2 separate regions of the Rattus norvegicus genome follow, and region 2 is linked to region 1. Evidence: chromatin contacts called from public Hi-C data. All regions are on one chromosome and are shown on one strand. The core of a region is the stretch at or near the end of the contact, and the rest is flanking DNA. Distances in the headings are between cores, read along the strand shown.

Region 1 (7,011 bases), core at 2,745-5,244:
AAAATAAAAATGCCAAACACGGAACCCACGGGAGGGGAAGGTCTAGCCTGGGCAGTACTGATTTCGATAACTCAAACACGAAGAGCCGAAACAAGAACGAGACAGGTATCAGGCTCGCTGGCACACAAGAGCGGAGAAGAGAAAGAAGCACAAAGTCTTGAACGGGCTTGACAAAGCCTTGGACCTGCAGGGAGTTGAGGACCAAGGCAACGGTGGATGGAAGAGAGAACACTTGGTCATTCGTACTGGAATCAGAGGCAAAGTTTAGATGGAGGAGTTCCAACGTCTGTCCTTTGGTTTGGGGAATGACACCAAGACAGAGTCATAGAAGGACGGACCGGAACCTCCCCCCAACCAAAAGAGCAGCCATATAGTGGCTCAGAAGTAACTGGAGCTTACAGGAAGAACCCCCCCAAACCTGCCACACACCAGTCACCAGGACGGGTCCCTCCTGAGGCTACCTAATGCCGCATGGACTATCGGGGTCTTGTTCTCCCTTCCCTTCCCCATCCTTCCCTTCTGGATCCCTCTAGAGTTGTACAGCACCCAAATTCTAATACCTGATAAAAGCTGGGCCCCAAGGTCTCAAGCAGGTGACCAGTAAGTCCCTCCCCCAACGGCCATGAGTGGGAGGGGCCGTGTGGCTGCTTGTTGTGTTCCTGAGGACAGGATGTGGGCAGGAAGGGAGAACCAGTTCTCTGCAGCTCTCTGGAGGCCAGGGCACTTGCTCGCCCTTCTAAATGACATCTCTACCACCAGCCAGGACCCAGGCTACCTCAGTCTAGAGTCCCAGGCCCTAGACTCAAAGGCCACTGGCCAGTCGTATCTCCCTTCTCTCCCACTAAGAACCTTAGGATGGGCTTTGACATCCCCACTTGCCTAGATCTGGTAGCCAGAGAGAACCACAGGTCCCCAGTCCTACCTCAGGTACCATTTATCCATTGCGGATAAAGCCCTTCCCTGGATCCAGGCCTCACAGAAATACTGGGAGAGCAGCCTGCAGTGGGAGCAGCCCAGGTGGGCTCCACGCAAGGTCATGCCAGACTTTCCCCACTGTGCCTTGGCCTCTCCCATGTGCACGGGCCATGGTAGGAGTGTCACGTGAAAGGCTCAACTCCTGTGCCTCCTGGGAAGAGAACAAGCAAACCCTGGGTGGAACCCCGCCAGGAGGCTAGCCTGTACACTAGAAATGAGGGATGCAAGCTTGCTGCCGTAACCTTAGGACAGCCATAGAGGCTGAAGGGAAAGAACAGGCTGTACTGGACCAACATGAGTATGATCCACGTGAACCCTGTCACTGTCCCTCTGCCCAGGCTAGCCGGGGGCCTGGCTCCCAGCTCCCGGAGGCCGTTGTGAGGCCACAAGCAAAGATTCCTGCAGCTAGACTCTCTGAACGGAGACATGACACATAAAGTTAGAGGCTGCCCTGGAAAGCTGCACAAGTCCTGTCTTCCTAGTGTCCCCCCTCTTCCTAGGCCGGGAGTGAGGGTAGCTTCTCTCTCCCATTCCATCCCGGCTTGACACTTGGCAGGATCTCACGACCGCAGCCTCCCTCTCGGTACTACATAGCTCCTTCTTCCCTACCTCAGGGTCCGGGCCTTGCTCTGGGCATGAGCAGTCTCCAAGGGGCTCCTCTCGGTACCCCTAATCTTCTATTATTGGGGTCCCAGTGTGGAACCCAATTCTCAAGTTCTGTACCACATCTGCTCTCTCCAACCTACACTGACTTCCCCATTCCGTGATCTACCCTGCGTGGTCCCCAGGGTGTCCCAGAGCCCAGATTCCTCCCTGGCAGTTGGAGACATTCTCTTTTACCAGCTCAGTCCCCGCTTGTAGCAAAATCCTCACCTCTCCATCACATTCACCAAAATGTTTCCTACCTGTGCCCAACTCTCCAGATGCCTTGTCCTCCACTCTCCTATGCACACACTACTCAGGGCCCGGGTTGGGTTGTACCAAAAGACGGCTGGGCTCTAGCTTCTGCCGGGAGAGGTAACTCAGGGAGGAGCAGGTTAGAGGCAAGATCTGCTGATTTCAGGCGACAACGGAGACTCACCAGGGACTGTGGCCCCGCTTACAGGCCTTGAAACCACACGCTTGCTCCCAAACCAATTCTCGTCCACACTTCCTTCTGCTCATAGTAATCTCTGCTTCTCCTTCCAGGGTTACCCAACCTAAGAACAGAGCCCGATGACTTGCCCTCTAACATACCCGACCATAACACACACCCCTGCCACCACTGCCATCATCCCTTCCTCTAAACTTGGTTCCCACACCCGACCAAAGATTATCTCTTTCCCACCCCTCTCTCCTCCTCTATACCCTTGTGTGTTCGCCATTACGCCATCATTCTACAGATGGGAAAAAGGATTCCCAGCAGGACACTGGAGATCACTCACTGTTTCTTTTGCCTGGCCCACAGTTTGCCTCATACTACTTGTGTGGGCTGACCTTAGCCTAACTTCAAGCCATGATCATACAGGGAGGCTAGCCCAGCCCAGAACAGTCATGGTCAGCCTCTGAGGGAATGCACACTGGCTAGGGATTGCCCAAGAGATACCAGAACTTGAGAGAACCTGGGAAGTCCCAAAAATGCAAGGGCTGAGCTTTGAGATCTTGACACCACAACTCAGGGACCCACCACCAGTCTTTGAGCAGTGAGCGACTACAGAACCAAACAAGCAGAGCCTTCCCAACCCCGCATTTCAAAGAACCTCTCCATCATCATCTTAAGGGTCCTGACACTAAGGACATCCTTGGTTGGGTGTGGGCAATCTCCTAAAAGGTGCACAGGGTCTGGGAGTACAAAGGCAGAGTTCAGGGCAACCAGCATGGAGTTCCAGGTAGGACAGAGAACAGGCTCCCATCTCCGGGAGACAGGGTGCGGTCTCCGGTTGGGTAAGGAGAGGGGTCCAAATCCCTCCTAGACATAAAGAGAATATATGCTCTGCCTGCCCTGGGAACCTTGGCTACTGCCTGGCTGTTGCTTCTGCCGCTCTGGACCACTGTGAATCCCTGCTCCTCCCATTACATGGGCGGGCAAAATTGGTCTAAAGGTTCCAAAGCCCTTGCCCATCCTCTGCCAAACCCTTGAGAGGGAACGGGTTACCGTTGCCGCCATTTCTACCCCTGCTTTAGGAACCCCTAAGCGCTCACCCACCCTGCTGTTCTCTGGACTCCCCGAAGTGCCCTAACTCGAGTTCCCGCCACCACAGTCAACAGGATGCTCCCCTCCCCCGGGTTCCAAACTCCCCTGCTCTTGCTGCGCCTGTAGCCTGGTGCCCGCTTGAACCCCTAACCAGGGAGTCTGACCCGCCTACCTCCGGCCGCGCCTCGACGTCCGCAGCCTAGCTTTGGCAGGGACGCGCCCTAAAGGGACTTGTGCGCTTGCAGGTTCAGTCCTCCGCGCGGGGGACAAATCGACGGCTGTGGCCGCGCGTCGCCTGCGGGTCTAGATGACTGTAAGGCATCCCGCCACCCTGCCTTACTCGAACCCCTTCCTCCCTACCTGCCCTTAGGCACCTTCCGGTCGCTGAGGACCGCCCCGATGGCACCGCGCTTGGGATGTGACCGCGCCGAGGACCCCGGCTGCGACTGCTCCCGAAGCGGCCAGGGCAGGCTCGGACCTCGGTACCCGCGGACTCCTCCAGCAGGAAGGAAGGGTCGCAGGGAGCGGCGGACGCTCTGAGGGGCGGGATGGCCCTGGTCCGCTCAGACCTCCCGGCCCCGCAGCCTCCGACCGCCATAACCGCCAAGACACCCACCCGGGACCCCCAGGGTCCCCGGGACCCAGGACCCCCGCTGACTTGCCTCTTGCTCTGGCTCCCACCGTCTCAGCTGCCGCTCAGGCTCCAGCTCCGGCCGCGCCGCTCATGGGCGCACCCTGCAGGCGACTTCGAAACTAGCGCTGCTCCCGCCCCGCCCCGCTGCTGGGGGAAACCGAGGCCCTGAGGCGGGAACTGGAGGAAATGTCCCTGGGAGGGCTAACTAGGTGGTGATGGGACCCGCAGCAAAGCACCCTTCTCCCCAACGTGGTCGCTTCAAGTCCACGCGTCCTGACCGCCTCCTCCAGCGCCACTCCCACCCCCACCCGAGTGCCCCCACCCATGAAGCCTTGGCGCCCCACCCCTCTCCGCTGGTTCCTCCACAAGGCATCAGGCTGCCTGTGCCACTCTGGTCCCTCAGCTAAGCTGCCCTGGTGCTGTTACTCCACAAGCTACTCCACACCCAACTGTAGGCCGGGGGTGGGGTGGGGGTGGGGGTGTCCTTCACAGTTCTTACATCTCTGATGCCTGTGAAACCGTGACTCCTCCCCCACACCCCTACTTCTCTGAACTACTGAGCGAGGAAGGAGTGCCACTGCCTCACAGTCTTAACTCGGACTCTCAGACTTCGGGGCCGGGACCCTCCTCCTCTCACGACCGCTGTACCGGAGGCGGAGGCGGCTGGACCCCGGAGTCTTCGTGGAATCTTGTCTCTGGAAGGATTTGCAGATCTCAATCTGTTCGCAGCAGGACAAGCCCTTCACACACCCAGGCATCAATGGCCAAGGCCTTTCTGGAGCCTTGTCTTCTGGAACCTCTTGGAACCCATGGTTCCTCTAGAGAAAAGTGTGTGGAGGGCTAGCTGAGGGCCAGGCTAGACCCCGGGAGTCCGCGATCGATCGGGATGGGAAAGAATATCTCTTTAGAAGTAGGTACATGGTGACTGCAGGCGCCCAGCCCTCCCTCGGAGGAGCCTTTGACTGGTGATTGTCACTTACCAGGTCTGCAGTCTCCCGGCTCATCCCTCCAAGGTCTGACCTTTTGTTTTCCATTTGACGAGCCCAGACCCTCTATGGGTCCTTCAGCATCTGTAGCGCGGAGGGTGTTGTGTGCGTGTTTGTGCGTCTATAGATCTGGTTAGAGCAGGGACCTTCGTGCAATTTGAATTAAACCTGAGACCCTCTGGAGGGAGCACGGGGCACTGCTATCTCAGCTTCTATCCCCCTGCTTAAGAAGCCTCTAACTATCGAGTAGGACCAGTTCCAAGGCCTCCCTGACACTGCTGTGTTTTGCCTTCTAGGGATGTCATTATTCTGCTTAGACACCTCTAAAACTTGCCCGGCAGCTAGTAGCATAGGGGTGAGGATGAGACACAACCAAGCTGCAGCCTGTTCTCAAACCGGACTCTGCACCCTCGCTTCTGAGTTCTCCTCATGGGGGAGCAATACCATGCTTCCCTGTCAGGCTCGTGTGGAATGACTATCCTGAAAATCTCCCTTGAAGGGGATATGGGAACTCATGAAGTAGAGGCCAGTTCTGGGGGTCCCTCCTGTTTTCTGATGCTTCTCTCTCAACCAATCCCAGGACCCAGCACCTTTCTCCCCTCCCCACCCCCCATAGAGCAGTGGTTCTCAACCTGTGGGTCCCAATCCCTTTAGCAAACCTCCATCTCCAGAAATATTTACATTATGATCCACACTAGCAGCGAATTGCCGCTACGAAGCAGCAATGCCTTTATGGTTGGGGGAGTCACTACAACATGAGGAACTCTATTAAATGGTCGCGCTGTTAGGGAGTTTGAGAACCACTGGGCCAGAGGGTCTTGCCTGGCTCAGGGAGTAAGGCCTCTTTCCAATCCTGGTCCTCAGGAAAACAAAGCCACTGGCCCTTGCTGTCGACCTTAGGTTGGTTCTGACAGGTAGCATCTCACCATAGAAACTGTGCCCTGTGGCCATGACAGTCAAAGCCTGCTTGGCATCAGCTCCGTAGGCCCACGTGTCTGTCATGAAGCTGTGCTGAGCCACAAGAAGGTGGCTCGGGCTTTCCCAGCTAATAAAGGTTCGCTTTGGTCTTGGCTGGGCTCCCTTCCCAGTTACGTGGGCTGAGACCAAACAGGAGCCTCCCTGAAAAGGCTTCAAAGGTAGAAGGTATAGGCCTGCTCCTAGTGTGGGTCCTGCCTGCCCCTAGACAGTGCACGTAGCCCTCAGAAGCCTGGTTTCTAGCTCTGCGTTTTGGTTTGTCTGTACAGCCTCAGGCAGTCTTTGAAGTTTACAGCTGCCCACCCTTACTCAGGTCCAGATCCCAACTCCTCAGCCCTAACCATGGGGCCAGCTGGGCTCTGTCATGTTCCAGAATTCCACGCTCAGACTACTCCCCCACCCTATCCCCAGCCCTTTGTTCCTGCCCAGGATGCACCTGTGTGGCCTCTGGCCCTCATTGTTCGCTCTAGGGCCAGCTGAGCCACATCGGGGAACAAGACACGCCAAGACTAGGACCATGGACCTAGTGGGCCCTGGGCCAAGTCCCCCAAGAACCTCAGGCCACCCTAAGTGTTCAATTTTCTTCCTGTGAGCAAGAGGCTCAATTCACCCTCAGAGGGACACCCTGAAAAGGCAAAATAATGCCAGAGCGAGCAGCCATGTCCAAAGGCTACTAGGGGCTGTGTGTACAAGTCCAAAGCACGCCAGATGGGAGGGCAATCCCTCCCAGCCTGTAACGTTATGGGAAAATACTCCATCCTACACCCACTTCTTCCCACTGGGGTGAGAGCAGCTAGCCAGTCGTCAACCTTGGAGCTAATCTGGTGTGGTAACGTAGACAGGAAAACAGCTGAGGTGTGTGCAGCTGTCTTGCTTGGCCCTATGGTAGAATGTGACAGCACTCTGCAGGTCCTTACACTAGGGTCCTCACCACCTCCAAGGATGGCCCTAAGCTTCCTCCTTGTGCTCCCCATCCTTGTGCTTCAGTCCTAGGACCCAGTATGGCTCCCTTGCATTAGAGGATGGCTGGCAGTGGGATCCTGCAGAAGTCAGAACAGTTCCAGCATATCCAAATGTTGGGGTCCATCTTGAGGAGGACCCTGAGGTCCAGCCCATGCAAAAACCGTATGCAGAGCACACATGCTCGCACCAAGAATCCTGAGATCGTGTTCTCCCTCTTTTTAGGACTCGCTTCCCAAATTGCAGAGGCCTTGCTACCCCTCCTCACACACATGGTACAGCAGACGCCCTTTAGGAACTTCTGTGTG
Region 2 (7,728 bases), core at 1,741-4,240, 67 kb after region 1:
GCAGGAAAAAAAAATCTAAAGTAAAGGAAAAGGAAGAGGAAGGCAGAAGAAAAACTGAACTTAGCGCAGGCAGACACAGTCACACGGAGACGTAAGGAACTCAGAGCTCCGCTGCTTCCCAGACAAGAAGGATGCGGGTGTGACTGGGCGGAGAAGTCTCCCCAGGGGCTTCGCTTCCCCCAGAGCCACAGCTGGGCCTTGCCTGAGCCATCCTCTCGTCCTCCAAGCAATTTTCTGGTACCATGAAAGTAGCTACAACAACTGGCTCAGGACTCAGGGTCTGTGATTAGCTGTCCCTGCACATCTTAGCAGCATGGGGGCTGGCAGCCAAGCCAACCCCGAGAACACAGAAAACTCACATACAAACAGCCTGGTCTGTGATTTTAAAATCAAGCCTTAATAAACTATTTTCAAACACATCTATCTATAAATAACTACCAGTATATTCTCCTACCTTAAATGCAGTGCCAGATCCAATTTAAAGTACGGGCACTTGCTTTCAGCCCAAATCCCAGTGTGGGCAACATCCCACCACATCTACAGGTTAAGGTACAGTGCACGTCAGAGAGTCACGTTTTCTAGTGAGGCAGCACATGAAGATTTACCCTACCCGAAGTCTCCTGTGAAGGGTCTTGTTTTCTCTTTCCAAGTCATGCTTTTGGTCTTGGAGTTTTTTAACTGTATCTGAAAAAACCACAAAGATTAAATATGGCTTCTTAAACTTAAAGTCCTTATGATCTTAAATGTTCAAAAGAAATGACATAAAAAGAGGTGTTAAAAATACGATCATCTAAATAGTTTTCCTGTGCCAAGGCTTGTTTACTTTCATCACAAAACTTAAAAGCATGAAAGAATATTCAATCCAAGGCTATAGTTTCTGCATCACTTCCTAAGCAAGCTGGAAGCAATTGTTAGAAACATACAGATTATTGGCACAAGGCCAATCAAAACAGCATTGACTGCTATTAAAATGTCAGCTTCTAATCACAGAAGTTATCTCTCCAAGCCATGCAAAGCATATTCCCTTGTCACACTGGAATAAATTCCAGAAACATGAAATCAGTCGAATTATTTCTAAAATTGTAGTATCCAGAGAGCTGCCAATTAATTTATGGAATAGTAGCACTAAATACAATAGGAAATCACATTCTCTGCTTGTAAGGAAGCTCACACAGGGAAATGCCTCGGGCGTGCACCACGTGTCACTGTCCTTCTGGACACCTGCCGCACTCATTATCACACAGCCCAGGAACAATCACTTCTCAGCTACGTGCAGGAACGGTGCTTACGTACGGAAATAGTCCTTTACTAGGATGTTGCCTATTGATGCTACACTGGGTTCGGTCCCCAGCTCCAAAAAAAAAAAAATCAAATGCAGGGCCTCATATATGCTATGCATAGGTTTTCAACCACTGAACGACATCCTGAGTCAGGATACATATTCTTTGAAACAAGGTCTCATTATGCTCTCCATGTAGCTCGAGCTGTTCTGAACTCTGTATGTAGATCGGCCTGGTCTTCTTGATCTCACAGAGATCCACCTTCCTGCCTCGCAATGGTGGGATTAAAAGTATACATCACTACATTCAGCTTTTTAAACCTCAATCTGTGTGTGTGTGTGTGTGTGTGTGTGTGTGTGTGTGTGTGTGTAACAGAAAGAGAGGAGAGAAAGAGGGGGGAGAGAGATTACTTGACTGTGCACTTAAGTGAGTACAGGTGAACAGGTCAGAGGACACCATCAAAGTTAGTTCTTCTCTCCTACTATGGGTTCCAGGACTGAACTCAGGCTCACATGACAAACACTTCTCTCATGAGTCCATGATATATTAAAAACGATACAAAGTAATTTCAGTTATAACATATTACTACAAACTATTATTAGAAGCACATAATAATTTGTAATGTTGGATAAAATGAGATAAAACAACATAGAGAGACAGTCTAATTTTAGCAACCAACCATTAATGTCTCCACTAGGAGACACAGAGACAAAACTGGTTAGTGAAGTCAGGGCCCATGAAATAAAGTGTTCAGAATGCATTCATTAATTCAACAATCATTTTTCTAAGTGTAAACTATGAATCAGTCTGGTTTTCTAGATAATGAAGACACAAAGGAAAATATAGTTTCTACCTTCTCAGAGTTAAAGTTGTGCTAGAGAAGCAGAACGATTTCTCTTCCAATGATTAGACTCCAGAGGCTGTCCTGTGAGAAGCCTCCTTTAACCTGGACAGAGCACTAGTCCAGTCACAGCAAGTACACACAGTGAGTGGACAAGCCCATGGCCCTGCTCTCTGCTGACAGAAACAGGGCAACTCTGAAGCCAGCAGGTCTGGCTCCTTCTCAGCTCATGTGTGGGTGGTTTCACACATTCAGACATAAACAAAGTAAAGACAACAACTGAGAACACTAGAAATTCTACCTTCTCTTTATACTCAGTCCATTTATGTACAAGAGTTATTTTTTTTTATACAATGTGCATTTAGATCTTGCTGGTCTGCAACTTGCTATGTACCTCTAGGTTGGCCTTGAAGTCACAATTCATGTGCCCAGGTTCAATTCTCAGCACCCACATGGCACCTCACAACTGTGTGTAACTCCAGCTCCAGGGTATCTGAGGCACACACGCACACACACACACAGACACACACACGTAAAGCACTCATATACATAAAACAAAACTTTTCTTTTGGTTGCAAAGGACACAGGCAGACTTAACTGTCTGTTACACTAGCTTTTAGCACCTGGCATCTTGGTCCTGTGGCACATCTGACTGAGGTGGCCATCTTAGACTAGTTAGACAATTCTCATTTCTTTAGTGCTTTGTTCTTCTGTTCTCTTGTTCATCAACCTCCACACTCACATTCACAGAATACACACAACCACTCCTCTCAACAGGAACGTGGTTGCTGTGGGTACTACACATGATCAGTGTCTGCCATTCTCCTTTTACATAACAGAAGCACTGCCAGGCAAGGTCACACTCACACAGCACGAATCGCACTACACAGGTCTAGGGCTGTGCTTTCAACCTTATGATCATAATGTACTTTTCCTCTGAGACAGAAAGTTAAGAAATGGCAATGTGCTTTTCTTCCCTGAGAGTGGAGGAGTTTCTATGGAAGTCCTCTTTCTTTTAAAGACCACTGCTATGTAGCACCACCTATAGTCACACGAGAAGGAAATATCACCTCTACTCAGGAACCTTCAAATGAGCCTCCTTCCCGACCAGTTTCCCTCATGTGGGCGACACTGCCACCTACTGTCTTCAACTCAAATTCTATCACAAACAAGAACTATTCTCTCCTTGCTTTTAAATTACAGATTAAACTTCTATTTTTTACAGAACTATTTTTATTCTAGAAATCAGATAAACTGCGGTTGCATTATTATTCCATCTAACTTTCTTCTGAATAGTTCTGGAAACTGCCCTTCCTGTTTAGTAATGGGTTTTGTAATTGTCTCCCTTCCAATGACCTATCCCTGACCATGCTAGCTCTCATATGCAGACACTACTGGGCAGTTACCATGGGCTCAGGCTCAGACTCTGGTCCTCTTGAGGACTTACTAAAATCACCCAGATCCACAATAGCCCTCCCGGCCTCTGAAGCCCAGGAGGTCTCCCGGCACTACCATCAGTTGCTTCCATTTGGTCCAGAATTTCCCAGAGAATGAACTAAGTATTATTTTCAGAATTAAGTATTATTTTCAGAGGAAAGCAAGCGTCAAGAGAAAATAATCTGTCAAAGGCAATGTGTGCAGAACCTGGGAGAAGACACAAATGATTCTCAAATGAACTATAGAACTTTACTTTAGTTTTTAATTTTGTTCAAATCTTTATTCTCCCCTTCTCCAAAAAAAAAAAAAAGTGGTTATAACACTTTTTCTTAATTCTAAAAGTAAGCTATGTTCACAATAAAGCAATTAGAAGATAGAAACTGTATCAAGATAAGATTACCTTTATTTACGTTTGCCTTGCATCCTTCTAGATTCCTCGTGTGTGTATGTCATTTGGACTTGGTCTGCTGTGCTGCCCAGGAAAGCCTTAAATTCCTACAGAGGCTCAAAATAGCCTTCCTACCCCAGCGACTCACTGCACGGGACTACACTCCCACGTCGGCCTGGCTTTGTCTTCCTATGCACAATGAGGTTATATTTGTACTACTTCATAAACCCGTAGCAAATAACAGACTCCATTATCAGTAAATCCAGATATGTAGTACCATCTAGATGGCCCCAGAGTATTCTATTAAAGGAACATATCAGAATTTGTTGTCAAATTCTCCTCTTAACAGAGTTCCAACTTTTTGTTACAAATACAGCAAGTCTTTACACACTTATTCAGATATTATGTGCAGAAAAGAAAAGTTCCAGAGGTGGAAGTAATCAAGGACCCTTTGCAAATACCAACATGAGCTGATTCAGTGTATACTAGAAGGGTCTACTTCAAGAAACTGTTAGTTTCTTGGGTTTTGTTTGTTTTTGAAAGGCGATCAGTTCACTTATGGTTTAAGAGCACAATGAAGTCAGCATTTAAAGGATCACTGTGTCTGGCTGCCATTCATGTCAGGTTAAGTTTGAAGCTTTTTTTTTTTTTTTTTTTTCAGAGCTGGGGACCGAACCCGGGGCCTTGCGCTTGCTAGGCAAGCGCTCAACCGATGAGCTAAATCCCCAACCCCCAAGTTTGAAGCTTTAAGTGGTTCTAAGTGCAGACGTGCACTGTGGCTGCCTTTGTTCATCTTCTAGCCAGGGTACTGAGCTCTGCCTTTCCATCCTCACTGGCATAGTGGCAATGAGAGTGGGAACTCCCACTGTGTACATAAGCTACTTACTATACTACAACCATTGGGCATGTCCACTGTGGGGCTGGAGAGATGGCTCAGCACTTAAGAGCCGCAGATGCTCTTGCAGAGGATCCTGGTTCAGTTCCCAGAACCAACATGGCAACTGAGAACCATGCATAACCCAGTTCCAGGGGATTCTGCAACTCTCAGGGCACAAGATACACATAGTACACATGTGTGCGTGCGTATACACACACACACACACACACTCACACACAGGCACGCACGCACGCACACACGCCACACACCCAACTCATACACATAAAATAAAATACATCTTGACTATTTCCAGGTTTTGGTGACAAGCAGTTCTGAGGCAAGCCCCCACACACATCTACAATCCTACAATGCTGTTTCTAGGGACAGGTTCCTTCAAGTGGACTGCTAAGTCTTTTAATAAAAATTTTTATCAACATTTTTAGAAAGATGCAGCAAGCATATTCTTCTTTTTTTTCTTTTTTTTTTTTTTTTTTTGGTTCTTTTTTTTTTTTCGGAGCTGGGGACCGAACCCAGGGCCTTGCGCTTCCTAGGTAAACGCTCTACCACTGAGCTAAATCCCCAGCCCCAAGCATATTCTTCTTAATGTCACAAAAATATTCCTTCCTCTTGCCTGCTATCAATCTTTTTAATTTTTTCACATCTGCTTAATGAATACTGGCATTTTTGTTCTTTTTCTTTTCCATGCCAACTATCTTCTGTCTTTTCCTGATTTGCCTATTCATATACTTTTACTTTTAAAAAATATGTGTGTGTATGTATGTATGTATGCATGTGTGCATGTGTGTGTGTGTGTATGTATGCATGCTCTCTGTCTTACTCCCTTGAGACAGGGTCTCTCACGGAACCACAGCTTCCTTACTTCAGCGAGGCTGGACAACCAGTCCACTCTCTCAAGCATGCATAGCCATGTTCAGCTTTCTATTTTCTTTTGCTGGGGTTCAAATTCAGATCCTTATGCTTACAGAGTAAGTTCTCTTACCCACGGAGCCAGCTGCCCGGACTTAATCCAAGACCTTTAAGCTGCTCTTCTATCATCACCATCATCACCAACCATCACCATTAAAACCACCATCACCATAATCATTCATCATTCATCATCATCACCATCATCATGGTCATCATCACCACCACCATCATTACCAACCATCACCACTATACCCACCATCATCAACATCACCACCACCATCCTAACCATTCATCATCGTCATCATTATCATCATTGCTCTAAGACAGGCTCTCACTACAGAGCCTTAGCTGGCCCAGGACTCTTTATTTAGACCAGGCATCCCTTGCACTCACAGAGATGGCCTGCCTATGCTGGGATTAAAGGCATGCTTCACCACCACCCCAGAACAGGAGTTAGCTTTGCTAGGTCGGTGACAAAGTCTCTAGCTTTATCTGGGGTGCTCTTTGGTTGATTTTCTTTGGTCAGTCTTCACGGATGTTTCTTATAGGGAACAAGTACTGGTGACTGACACACATCATGTAACAACTGCGGGTGCACTGTTCACCCACAGGCTGCTCCTGGTACAGCAAGTAGTAAGGGCTCTGCTGATGACACATCAACAGGACTGCATCCATTTCACAGCGGAGTCAAACGTACCTATCCCTCTGTGTGGTTCTCTCCCAGACCACTAGCCTACAGTTCTGGAGACACAATCCAATTTACTTTCTGACACCGAGGTCATTCAAAGAACCCTGGCATCCAATTCTACTCCTTTAAAATCTGAGCTCAGGAGCAAATGAGCAAAAGTAAGTCAGGGCCCTCAGTCCAGTGCCCAGCCCTGAGCAGGCAGGCAGTTTTAGTAGTGTTTCCTTCCACCCAAAGCTTGCTGGGAACACCATTCCTCCGAGTCTCACTGTGCTCCTGGACTGCAGGCTTCTCTATTCTGTCTTATTGCGCCATCCATCTGATTCTATGCTCTCTGTATTCCACAAATTACTCAGAACGACTGATCCACTAGCACAGGCCAACCGTTCCATGTCAACATCAGTTTCACTGAGGTTTACATTTCATTCATCTTCTTCCTTCAGGGAAAGGAAGGAGACCGTGATCCGCAGCCATGTTCTGAACTGAAGTTCTGAGTCTACCTCACACCTTTCTGACTAAAATGCTGAGGCCTTCACACTTGATCTGTCTCATAGTTTTTATTTATCTAAGTTTTCCATTGGTCACTTCATTCTGAGTGTATTTTCCTCCACATTCTTGAGGCCAAGAACGGTTGTAAAATCCTCCATAGCAATTCCAAGGTCAGGAATTTATCTTGGGGTAACTGAGGAGCAATTACCATGGAGTACAAATGGGGTTTACCTTGGGGTGGCTGAGGAACAACTACTATGAAAATGTAAGGCTTATTTCAGAGCTGATGAAGAGGTTCTAACCTTGTTAAAATATTCCACAGAAGATACCTTTCTTTCTCAAACAACATAAATTCATGTATTATATGCTGAATTAACTCCAAATGTGAGAATTTTCTAGAAAAAAATTAATTGCCATCAAACTCCAAAGAAAAAGTACCTGCAATCTAACCTAGCGAGCTAACAAAGTATAAAATTTGTTTAGATGCTGGTTATTACTTGAAAGCGTGCGTGCATGTGCAAGCGAGAGAGAAAGAGAAAGAGAAAGAGAGAGGGGGGTAGCACACACTTATAATCCTAGAACTGTAGAAACTAAGAGGCATAAGGGTCATGAGTTGGAAGCTGCTCTAAGATAAATAAAAACCGGGCTGAAGAGATGGCTCAGCGGTTAAGAGCACCCGACTGCTCTTCCAGAGGTCATGAGTTCAATTCCCAGCAACCACATGGTGGCTCACAACCATCTGTAAAGAGATCTGATGCCCTCTTCTGGTGTATCTGAAGACAGCTACAGTGTACTTATATATAA

What was found. Hi-C and Micro-C count contacts between places; a contact is called where the count stands out from the background.
Region 2: a contact with region 1 is called in a Hi-C map of Schwann cells, with 2.7 times the contacts expected there. The contact joins the enhancer-like site here to the promoter of Adora2a in region 1. A contact is called at or near these places in 3 of 12 Hi-C or Micro-C datasets (Schwann cells, liver and psoas muscle).

What each region holds. Positions count from the first base shown.
Region 1 is chr20:13,328,808-13,335,818 of GRCr8, forward strand. It overlaps Adora2a (adenosine A2a receptor), which reads right to left and starts at 3,995. Exons shown (of 3, transcript NM_053294.5): 1 at 3,811-3,995.
Region 2 is chr20:13,396,866-13,404,593 of GRCr8, forward strand. It overlaps Specc1l (sperm antigen with calponin homology and coiled-coil domains 1-like), which reads right to left. Exons shown (of 16, transcript NM_001039455.2): 6 at 611-684. Among named protein-coding and RNA genes, the nearest start is that of Specc1l, 42 kb to the right of the region's middle. Within about 2 kb of position 2,991, at least 5 of the 93 cell types and tissues checked have an H3K27ac peak or open chromatin away from gene starts, as enhancers often do.